Linked DNA regions of Callithrix jacchus: region 2 is linked to region 1. Evidence: chromatin contacts called from public Hi-C data. All regions are on one chromosome and are shown on one strand. Each heading gives the region's core, a stretch centred on a gene start, on an enhancer-like site or on the middle of the called end of the contact. The rest is flanking DNA. Distances are from core to core; before and after follow the strand shown.

Region 1 (5,496 bases), core at 2,059-4,558:
AGTTTGGGAAAGGGTGGTAATGAGGTTGATTCTCCAATGAGAATCCAAGATAATCACCTGAGTTGGAAGGTTATAGGGGACGCTCCCAGTGTTAATTGAAGTGGGGCTGGGGAGAGATGTTGGGTTCTGACCTTGAGATTGTACAATTCTGTTCTAATCTCTCCTTGCCCTGAACTTGCTTGTGTGGATGTACACACACACACACACACACACACACACGTCACACACGTCACACTCAGTCTTTAGTTTAGATATGCTGCCACCAGGTGGTAACTACGTGTCTTTGTTGTCAAATCTTCAACTTTGCTCCCAATTCTCTTGAGAATTTTTTGATCGAGGCCCCACAGATGTGCTGGGCAAGGTGGTTCATGCCTGTAATTCCAACATTCTGGGAGGCCGAGGTGGGAGGATTGCTTGAACTCAGGAGTTCAAGATCAACCTGGGCAGCATGGCAAGACCTCATTTCTACAAAAAGTAAAAAAAATTAGCTGAGCATGGTGGCACATGCCTGTGGTCCCAGTTACTCAGGAAGCTCAGGTGGGAGAATTGCTTGAGCCTGGGCATTCAAGGAGGCAGTGAGCCGTGACTGCACCACTGCATTCCAGCCTGGGTAGCAAAATGGGACCCTGTCCCAAAGAAAAAAGACCCCACATATTTAAAGCACCAACTTCCACACCTTGTTATGTAAGAGATAAAATGTCTTTGTTAAGGACAAGCTTATGTAACATTAAATAAACTCAAGGCAAATGTCTGTGGGTGTTTTTACTATCTCCTCATCTTTTTCTCACTTAGTTCTTTGGCCCTGCCCTTACCTTGGAGAATGATATGGTAGTCCTGGTGGTCCCTGGACCTAGGTAATTAATTTTATGTTGAAATGCACAGTCACTGGTCACCTCTCTGAGGCTCTGGGTAGAAAAGCCTTGGGAGGCAGTTCTGGGAGGCCCTTGTCCAGTTTGTTTCCAAGATAATCTGCTTTGTGGGTTGTAGCTTTGCTTCAATACCTGAAAGCCTCAATTTTCTTCCGTAAGGAGAATGGAGCAAAAGGAGAAAGGCATTATCATCTTGCCTGTAGAAACTGCAGACTCACTAATCAATCCCAGAGGGCTGTTCTGCTTCATGTTACCCTGCATTGAACTTTTCTTCTGAACCCCTGATCCCTACCTCATGTTTCTGTAGCTCAAGTGTTTATGTAGTGGAAAGCTGACTTAGCTCTAGCTAACTTGCCGGCTTCCCTTAGCAACCTCCTTGGTAACTGGCATCTTTGTAACAGATTATTTCCAGCAGTGTTTTCTTTACCCGAGCTCTCTGATTACAGCCCCTCTCTGCAAGCTGGGTTCTGTCTGAGCTGGGGGCACACTTGGGGACTGTAAAGGACCTCACAGCCCAGCTCTGTAGGTCTGAACTCAGCAGAAGGACGATTTGTATGCAAAATGAATAAATTACTGGTTTGCTTATGAAACATGCTGCCTCTCCTATCTGTACCCTTTTCTTTCAGGAGCCTCCCTTCCTCCTGCTGAGGCTCTGTCATCCTCCTGCCATCCTTTTTGGGAAGATTCTGGCAAGTAGAGCCAAGAGATGCTTCTGGGCCAGTGCGCCTGGGTGCATAGCATGAGTTCTTATCTGCAAGGACAGAACCCACTGGGAAGCAGGGAGATGAGCTCAAGGTACTTCCTGACTTCCTATTGCTTTCTGCTCCTCCAGAAATACAAGAACTGTGTTGGGGACATAGGGACTTAGTGAAAGCATGCTGGATTGAATGTTTTAATGTTAAAAAGATAAAATCCCCATCACCAGCAGCAACCTTGCTCCCGTCTGAACCTGCACAGATTGCAGGGGGACTGCATGCTTTCCTTGGGACACTGCACACACATCCCCTTGGGCTCTAGTTACATGTTTCTCTGGTTACCCTCTCCTGGCCTCGAAAGGAAGCATGTCTTAGAGCTCTGTATCATCCACAGTGCCCAACCCAGGGCTGTACACAATAGGTGTTCAACCATTTCTTGAATTTGAGATACCAGAAAATAAGATGTAATTCTTGACTTTGTGGGTGGAATAGTGTGTCGATATTCCAATGCAAAGACCCCATCTACCTGAGAGGTGGTATTGAGACATCTCTTAGTGTCTCCAACCATGGGACATCTCGGTGGCAGTAACTCCATTGGTCACTACAAGCTGCCTTTTCTTTCATGCTCCCATGCATTTGACTGTGCTGTTCCTTCTACCTAAATTGCCTTTCTCTTTTCTCAGCTTGGCAAATGCCCAGTTTCCTTCATAAAGCCCAAATGCCTTCATATTCATGTGTACATTTGTTTTGCCTTTATTAGCTTGTTCATTCATTCACTCAACAAATATTTATCGAAGCTCTCATGTGTTTAATTCACACCGTGCCAGGTGACGATGAATCAGTAAACAAGCTGGCAGGAAACTTGCCTTTCAAAATGTACATTCTAGTGAAAGAGCTGGATATTAAACAAAAATACCATATAACTGAATATATAACCACAAACTGTGACAGTGCTATGGAGGAAGGAAAAGGACACTGCTTTGAGAATGCAGGTGGGGCTGTGTTCAGATGGGCTACCACATGTGACTCACTGCACAGCACCACAAATGCATCCCATAGACTAACTTCTGCATGGCAGAGGATCTTGTGCCTACCAGGGGTACTGTATTGAGGCATTTGTCTGCATAAGAAAACCACAAAACTTTTTTGCAGCTTCTCCTAGACTATCCTCAACTCCTTTTTCATTGCCAATGCCTTCTAATTTTAGACTGCTATTCTCGTGTGTGTGTGTGTGTGTGTGTGTGTGTGTGTGTGTGTCTTAGTCCATTTTCTGTTGCTATAACAGAGCACCATGGACTGGGTAATTTATAAAGAAAATAAATTTATTGCCGGGCGTGGTGGCTCATGCCTGTAATCCCAGCACTTTGGGAGGCCGAGGCGGGTGGATCACGAAGTCAAGAGATCAAGGCCATCCTGGTCAACATGGTGAAACCCCATCTCTACTAAGAATACAAAAAATTAGCTGGGCATGGTGGTGTGTGCCTGTAATCCCAGCTACTCAGGAGGCTGAGGCAGGAGAATTGCCTGAACCCAGGAGGCGGAGGTTATGGTGAGCTGAGATCGCGCCATTGCACTCCAGCCTGGGTAACAAGAGCGAAACTCCGTATCAAAAAAAAAAGGAATTTATTTAGCTCACAATTCTGGAGGCTGAGAAGTCCAAGAGCATGTGCTGGTGTCTGGTGAGGGCCCTCTTGTTGCATTATAACACTGTGGAAAGTATTCCCATGGCAAAAGAGCAAGAGCAGAAGAGGCAGAGAGGACTCGTTTTTATAACAAAGCTACTCTTGTGATAACAAACCCACTCCCACGATAGCAACATTAATCCATTCATGAGGATGGAGGGATTAAGTTTCTAACACATGAAATTTTGAGGGACACATTAAAATCATAGCATTCTGCTCCTAGCCTCCAAAATTCATGTCTTTCTCACATGCAAAATACATTCATTCCATTTCAGTTGCCCCAAAAGTCTCAACTCATTCCAACATCAACTCAGAAGTTCAAAGTACATAGTCCAAAGGCATCAGAACCAGGAAGCTGATTGTGTAATTCTCAGTCTGAGGCCAAAAGCCTGAGATCCTGAGGGGAGAGCAGCTAGTGTATGTCCTGAAGTCCAAAGGGCGGAGAGCCTAGAGTTCTGATGTCAACCAGGAGAAGAAGAGTGTATGCCAGTGTGTGCCAGCTCCTGGGGAGAAACCAATTCACCTTTTGTCTTTTTTGCTCTATTAGGACCCTCAGCTGATTAGATGATGCCTGCTTACACTGGGGGTGGATCTTTTCTATGCATTCCACTCAGACTCACATGCTCCTCTTCTGGAAACACCCTCACTCTAGGTATTCCCTAATAAAGTCAAGTTGACACCTAAAACTGACCATCACAGGCCAGGCATGGTGGCTCACGCCTGTAATCCCAGCACTTTGGGAGGCCAAAGTGGGCAGATTGCTTGAGTATGGGAGTCCACACTCAATCTGCCTGGGCAATACAGCAAAAACCCATCTCTAAAAATTTTTTTAAAAATTAGCCAGGCGTGGTGGGGCATGCCTGTAGTTAGGAGGCTCAGATGGGAGGATCAGCTGGGAAATCAAGGCTGCAGTGGGCAATGATTGCACCACTGCACTCCAGCCTGGGTGACAGAGTGGGACCCTGTCTCAAAAAAATAAAATAAATTAACCATCACTTGTGTGTGTGTGTGTGTGTGTGTGTGTGTCTGTGTCCTTCTCTCTCTTCCATCCCATTACTTCTTCTTTAGGGTATAGAAAAGTTGGACTTTTTAATTGACATAGTCAGTCAAACCATTCTACCCAGGGACAAACTGACCTGTTAGGCTTCAGGTTATTTTCAAATGTTTGACTACAATGCTTCTTGCTCTATGGCTCTCTTTTTGGCCACAAAAGATTCTTGCTGGGGAAAAAAGAAAAATTCTTTTGGCCTACTTTCAGGGTTTGAAAGCCTTTCTAGAAGAACAGTCTTTCAGTAGCTGACATTTTACTGAATTATATACTCAGACTTGGTTTTCTATTAAATTAACAGCATATAATCTGGATGGAATTTCCACTGCAGCTAAGTAGTCTGTGCCCCACGAGGAGTATTATATGGGTGTCTTTGAGAATTCACTATTACTCTTGATTCATTCCTTAATTAAGTGCCTGCCTGGGTGTTCTGGCTTCTGTTCAAGCTTCTTGCATTCCAGGAGTGGACTCTTTCTGATTGACTCCTTAAATCCAGTGCAGTGTGACTCTATGGCTTTTCCAGAAGGAGGCTGTGACCCCAGACTCTCCTTGTCATTGTTGTTGTTTTTCTTTGCTGAAATGAAAGAACTTTGCACTTTCTTCTCAGAACAGCAGGTTTCAGTGCATTTTGGGTTATTTTTAATTTGCAAGTTGGGATCTGAAGTACAAACCCTGAACGTTCAGGAATGCAGGGATTTGTTCCCTTACAAAATGCTCTTTGTCTAGGAACAGACTCCTTTCACTTACAGAATTTTCTGTGTAGTTCACTGTAGGCAAGGGTTGTGTGTACACGTGGGGTTGTCATATTTAGAGCTTGAGAGGGTCTTATCACTCATTAACTATAAGCAACCAGGTACCTTTAAAAAATGTATTATTATAAAGGTAATATCTGCTACTACCAGGACTTAGTGCTTAATTAGGTATGGAAATAGCATTTTAAAAGTAATTTCACATGGCAGTGCCAATTGGCCAGTATTTATTTATTTTTTTTTTTCTGAGATGGAATCTTGCTCTATCTCCCCCACTGGAGTACAGTGGTGTACTCACTGCAATCTCTACCTCCTGGGTTCAAGCAATTCTCCTGCCTCAGTCTCTTGAGTAGCTGAGATTACAGGTGTACACCACCAGGCCTGGCTAATTTTATTATTATTATTATTATTATTATTATTAATTTTTAGTAGAGACGGGGTTCATCATGTTGG
Region 2 (5,600 bases), core at 2,164-4,663, 200 kb before region 1:
TTCTGTAAATTAAATACCTTTCAGAAACCAAATGACCCTAAAGTATTAACATAATCAGTCAAGAGAATCAAATAGGTTAACTGTTTAGAACCAAACCCATTAAATGAGGAATTATTACATCTGGAAGTTAACAAGCTACCTTTTGAAAGGTAGATGGATCACTGCCAGTCCTTTTAAATATAGAAAGTTCCTAACACTACAATTAATTTACTTAGAATGCTCCTCTTAACAAAATTACACATAATAGAAGAGAAAACATGAGGCTCCACTGATTTTAGTTGGTAGACTATGAATATATGTTACGGCTGAGATTAAAATATTGCTCTCCACTCTGGACTCTATAATCTTCTGAACTTTACTGCCTTTAAAGTGGAAATTTGGAGTTTAAAGTATGCTTTAAGAAATTTGATCATCAGATTAAAATTTGCCTTTAAAAAGTGAACCCAAATTTTGATATTCCATTGAGGTATTTACAGAAATAATTTATCAGTCATAATGTTAAAAATTAAAAAGCCAGGCACAGTGGCTCATGCCTGTAATCCGAACACTTTGGGAGGCCGAGGCGGGAGGATCACCAGCTCAGGAGTTTGAGACCAGCCTGGCCAAAATGGTGAAACCCAGTCTCTACTAAAAATATAAAAATTAGCCAGGTGTGGTCACACATACCTGTAGTCTCAGCTACTTGGGAAACTGAGGCAGAAGAATCGCTCGAACCCAGGAGACAGAGGTTGCAGTGAGCAGAGATCACGATACTGCCCTCCAGCCTGGGTGACAGAGCGAGACTCGGTCTCAAAAAAATTAAAAAATAAAAACAAAAACACATCTTGTCAAGCAGCAGTAACTAACCACTAACTAGCAATGACTGATAAAATGGGGTCCTGAGGCAGGAGGTCAAGATTAAAAGCAAACAGAATTAGAATAAGATACGCAACTAATTAAAACCATCTAAACTATAGCAACATGAACTTAGAAAATTCACAGGATAGAACATTATAAATTTCAAAAGCGTTCAAAGACTAAAACGCTCTGCTGAAAAAGCCAATCACGAAGAAACGCAAAACATAACAAGAACTAAAAATTCTTCAAAGCAATTCCAGTTATTTTTTATTAACCCACAATTCTAAAAACCCATTAATTTCAAGCTTCTCAAAACCTGCTATATGCTCTCTTCTACGATGGTCCGAAATAACATGAAATTCAAAAAGTACTTAAACTGATATAACATTTTACTAGATGTATAATAGGTTTGAAAGAATAAAACAAGCAGAGATAAAGCAGAGTACAGGATAACCGATAGCCAAAAGACTGTTTTCTGGAGGGCAGCACTGGTCTTGGATTGGCAGGAGGGGAATTTTAAAATATACTCATGAGACAAATTATACCAAAAAACTGACTCATGCCTTTATTATTTGCACAAGCATATGTGTTAAAATGTACTTTTAACCTTTGGACAACCAAAGTGGTATCAGATACCTTAAAGCATTGTTACCTATATTAACTACGGTGTTACAGTCTAAATCCTTAACAAAACTCACGTTATACATTTTCGTAATGAAAAGCTGCCGAAATGGAAAGGCTTATATTCTTTAAGTCAAGGTTACCTGATTTTTCACTTGTTTAAAGTTTCAGTTTTGCTTTTCAATCTAGTATCAAAAACATCTCTTGTGGGACATTGTAAAGGGCAGACCCTCCTGTCAAGCCAGAAGGCTTAAACACAAAGACATTGAGCTAACCAAGTGCTGTAATTCTTCCAAACTGAGCCTCTCCACACCCCCTCCACCCTTCCCCCCAACAGATATGTCTATTAAATCAGTGTCTGTTCTCCCCCTCGCACAACAAAGAGAACTTCTCACCGCATGAAATTGCCGCTGAATGGACACCAGAAAGCAGGATTTGCATAATTCCTTCCAACGAAACCCTGTCGGGAAGGAGGGGATGAGGGGCCCAAGCGAACGGATAGAATCTCGTAGATTCTGCGGGGGAAGACCTGGTTCCCAAGAATATTGCCCTAGGGGAGAAGGGGCTGGAATTCTGTGTCTCCCCGAGGACTGGGCGTGGGGGACAGAGGACGGCGAGAGGGCATCTCCCCACACGCCAGCAGCACCGAAGCAAAGACCGGGAAGTAACAATGCTGGAGGACAGGAGAGTCAGACACAAGGATGGACTGGGGCTAGGGGGCGGCGGGCGGAGCGGAGACACCACACGGGCCACTTACTTTTTGGAGGGGGGTTAAATATATGAGTTAAGCCCTTATGGTCCCGCCGGCCGCCGCACAGAGGGAAACGGGACCTTGGGAGAGAAAAACAGACAAAACACACAGTGTGAGAGGCGCAGCTCGGCCGCCCTGCCCCTCCCGGAGCGCCCCAGTCCGCGCTCCCTCCGGCCCGCAGGGGAAAGCCACCCGCGGGCGGCCCAAGGTCCGGGAGGCTGGGGACCGACAGGGCAACGGGCGAGGCTGCGGCTCCGGCCAATCCCCGGGAGGAAACGAAAGCGACCCCCGCCGGGGATCCTCGTTCGGACCCGGTCCCACCCCCTCCTCCCCGCCTCACGACACCGAACACAAATACGCACACACCGACCCGTGCGTCGAGGATTAACTCCCCGGCCGCCGCCGCCCGCAGAGGAAGTGCAGCCGCTGCCCCCCGCGGCCATGACACCCCACTCGGCTCGGTCAGGCGCACCCGGGGACTGTGACAGCTCCGGCTCCCTCCGCCCCCATCTCCACCTCACGCTTCGCACACGCCCGAGTGCCGGGCGCCCGCCTGCCGCCCGCCGCGCGTGCACGCAGGGCTAGGGGCGCGCCCCGCGCGTGGGGGAGGGGTGGCGCGGGAGGAGGACGGGGGCGGCCGGAGCGCGGGTTGGGGCCGAGCACGCCCGCGCCCCTCGCATCACCCCTAGTGGAGAGGCAGCGCCGCGGGGCGAGTCGCCACAATAAGCCGGTAGCGGCGCCAGGGCGCCGGGCCCGGAGCGGGAGCGGGGAGGGGGGAGCGAGTGGGCGGTGAGGAGGAGCGGGAGGGGGAGGAACACGCGCTCCCGCCGAGAGTCCGCCCCGGGAGGCGCGCGGAGAGGAGGGGCCGGCGCGCGCGCGGCGGAGCGGGGGAGCCCGCCTGGAGGTCGCGCGCGCTCGCACTCCGGGGGGTGGGGGAGGGGGACGCTCCAGCCTAAGAGGGCGGGCGGGCCGGAGCAGCAATTGCCACTTCCCCGGCTCCCTCCCTGGTCGGGGGCGGCCGGCGGACGAGTGGCCTGAGGGCCCGCGACGGCGGGCGGAGGGTCTCACCTACACAGTGAATGAGCTTGTGGCGCCACGAATCCAGTTCTTGCCGAAAGCCGCGTCTCTCAACGGAGCATTGCTGCCGCCTACACACCCTCGCCATCTTCTGCCGCCCGCCCGGCCCTGCCTCCGCCGCGGCCCCGCGCACGCCCAGCCGCGTCGCCCGGGGCCGCGCACGCACCCGCGGCCCGGGCGTCGCACCTCCCGCCGGGGGCGGTGCGGGGGCAGGGCCGGCCTCACCTCGCCGTGGCCCCAGCATGGCCCCGGGAGGCCAGGGCCCGCGCGCCGCCCGCGTCTCGCCGCCACCCGGGCTGCGATCCCGCCGTCCTTCTCCCCTACTCCACGGCGGCCGTAGTCTCTGGCCGCCCCGGACGGCGCATTCCCACGGCCGATGCTCAGCCCCGCCGGCCCCGCACCGCCCTCGTACACTCCCCCAAGGCCACGGCTGCCCCCGCCCTCCCCGGGGCTTTTTGTTTTTTACGCCAGCCCCATTTATCACTTCCAACCTGCCTATCGCTTGGCACCAACTGTTGCAAGTTCCGTAGAAACTGCTGCTCTGAACTTCTGGGTCGAAACTGCTCTTCCCCAGAGCCTGCTTAAGAGGCAGAAATAAGAATAAATGCCCGGATGCCCGTGGAGGCACTGAGCTCTAAGGTTTTCAAAGGTGAAATGAATACGGGTTATTAAGTCATTCGGAGACTTCGCCAACATTGGGAAACCCAGTAAAAAGTGGAAATCAAGCGTTTTAAATTAAATGTATATATATATAGGTTTCTACTAGCAAGACTGATCGTAGCCGAAATTCTCAAGGAATTTCGGAATATTGTGCTCAAGTGAGAATGATTTTAATATTTCAAGAAACAGACTTAATTAGGAATACTTAAAGCAGTGTATTGGAAGTGCTTTCATTTCAGGTTTCAGGAAAGGGCTGGAAGAGAAATATTTTCGATGACCAAACCTCTTGGAATAATTGAATCACACTGCACAGAGAACTATCTGTGTCATTTAAACGTAATGCGGTCTTAATTTTGTGACTGTTACCTCGAAGAGAACGAGAAGAGAGCAGAAAGGGGAACGAAAGGAGACAGGGAAAAGTGGGGTAGGAAAAAAAAAGCAGAAGAGATCGCCCCATAGCAGTAGGCCTAGTACCCTAGGATTCTGTTCTCTTCCCCCCCACCTTTGGTGTTTAAGATTAAGGACAGTGCATTCCTGCCTTTAGAAATTTAAATTTAAGTTTGAAGACTTAATTTTAATTGCTGTAGTAAGTAAAGCAAAGTCGTTAAATACTTGACTTCAGGAATCCCATTGGTGTATTGATTTAGGTCTTTTCAAAGGTGGTGGTCCTGGTTCTCTGCACCAGCCACTGGTGGAATTGCAGAATCGTATATCTACCCATACACAGTTGGACTGGGTGGGCCTCGGGTACGGGTGGCTTGAAATGCAAATGCAAAGGTCAGAAGACAACTTCCCCTCCCCTCACTCCTACCGCACTTCGCCACTCTTAAAATATTGATCTTTCCACAATTCTCAAACGTCCACAATATTTCATTGGCTTAAGAGTACTGTCCACCAGGTGTGGTGGCTCATGCCGCTAATCCCAGGACTTTGGGAGGCCTAGGAAGACGGATCACAAGGTCAGGAGTTCGAGACCCGCCTGACCAATATGGTGAAACCCCGTTTCTACTAAAACTACAAAAAAAAAAAAAAAAAAAAAAGGCCGGGCGCGGTGGCTCACGCCTGTAATCCACACACTTTGGAGGCCAAGGCGGGCGGGTCACCTGAGGTCGGGAGTTCAAGACCAGCCTGTGACCAACATGGTGAAACCCCGTCTTTAAAAAAAATAATTTAAAATAAAAATTAAAAAATTAGTCGGACACGGTGGCGGGTGCCTGTAGTCCCAGCTACTCGGGAGGGTGAGGCAGGAGAATCGCTTGACCCCGGGAGGCGGAGGTTGCAGTGAGCCGAGATCCTGTCATTGCACTCCAGGCTGGACGACACGACGCGACTCCGTCTCGGAAGGGAAAAAAAAGTAGTGTCAAATGAGCACGCTAGGAAGTATTGAGTTTCTGGGTACATAATACATAATAATGTCCTGAGTGATGAGGGGAAAGAACTAATACGAGATAAAAAATGGCTGTCAACAACCATCCTTCACGTGTGATAGCAGGACATCTTGTGTCACTTGAAACTTCCTTTCTTCGCCGCTAGGTGGCGAGTTTTAGTCTTTTGCAGCCTTTAACCAAGTTTCTATCTTGTTTGAAGGAAGTATAGTTTAGTTTCAAATAAATAACGTGTAATTCTAAAATGAGTAAATAATGAGTGCATTTTC

What was found. Hi-C and Micro-C count contacts between places; a contact is called where the count stands out from the background.
Region 2: a contact with region 1 is called in a Hi-C map of induced pluripotent stem cells, with 4 times the contacts expected there. The contact joins the promoter of LCOR here to the enhancer-like site in region 1. A contact is called at or near these places in 2 of 3 Hi-C or Micro-C datasets (induced pluripotent stem cells and skeletal muscle).

The regions. Positions count from the first base shown.
Region 1 is chr12:89,486,998-89,492,493 of calJac240_pri, reverse strand. The region is part of intron 8 of PIK3AP1 (phosphoinositide-3-kinase adaptor protein 1); the gene reads left to right. Among named protein-coding and RNA genes, the nearest start is that of TM9SF3, 54 kb to the right of the region's middle. Within about 2 kb of position 3,308, at least 4 of the 16 cell types and tissues checked have an H3K27ac peak or open chromatin away from gene starts, as enhancers often do.
Region 2 is chr12:89,685,550-89,691,149 of calJac240_pri, reverse strand. LCOR (ligand dependent nuclear receptor corepressor) reads right to left here and starts at 3,413. Exons shown (of 7, transcript XM_078346173.1): 1 at 3,282-3,413; 2 at 2,216-2,289.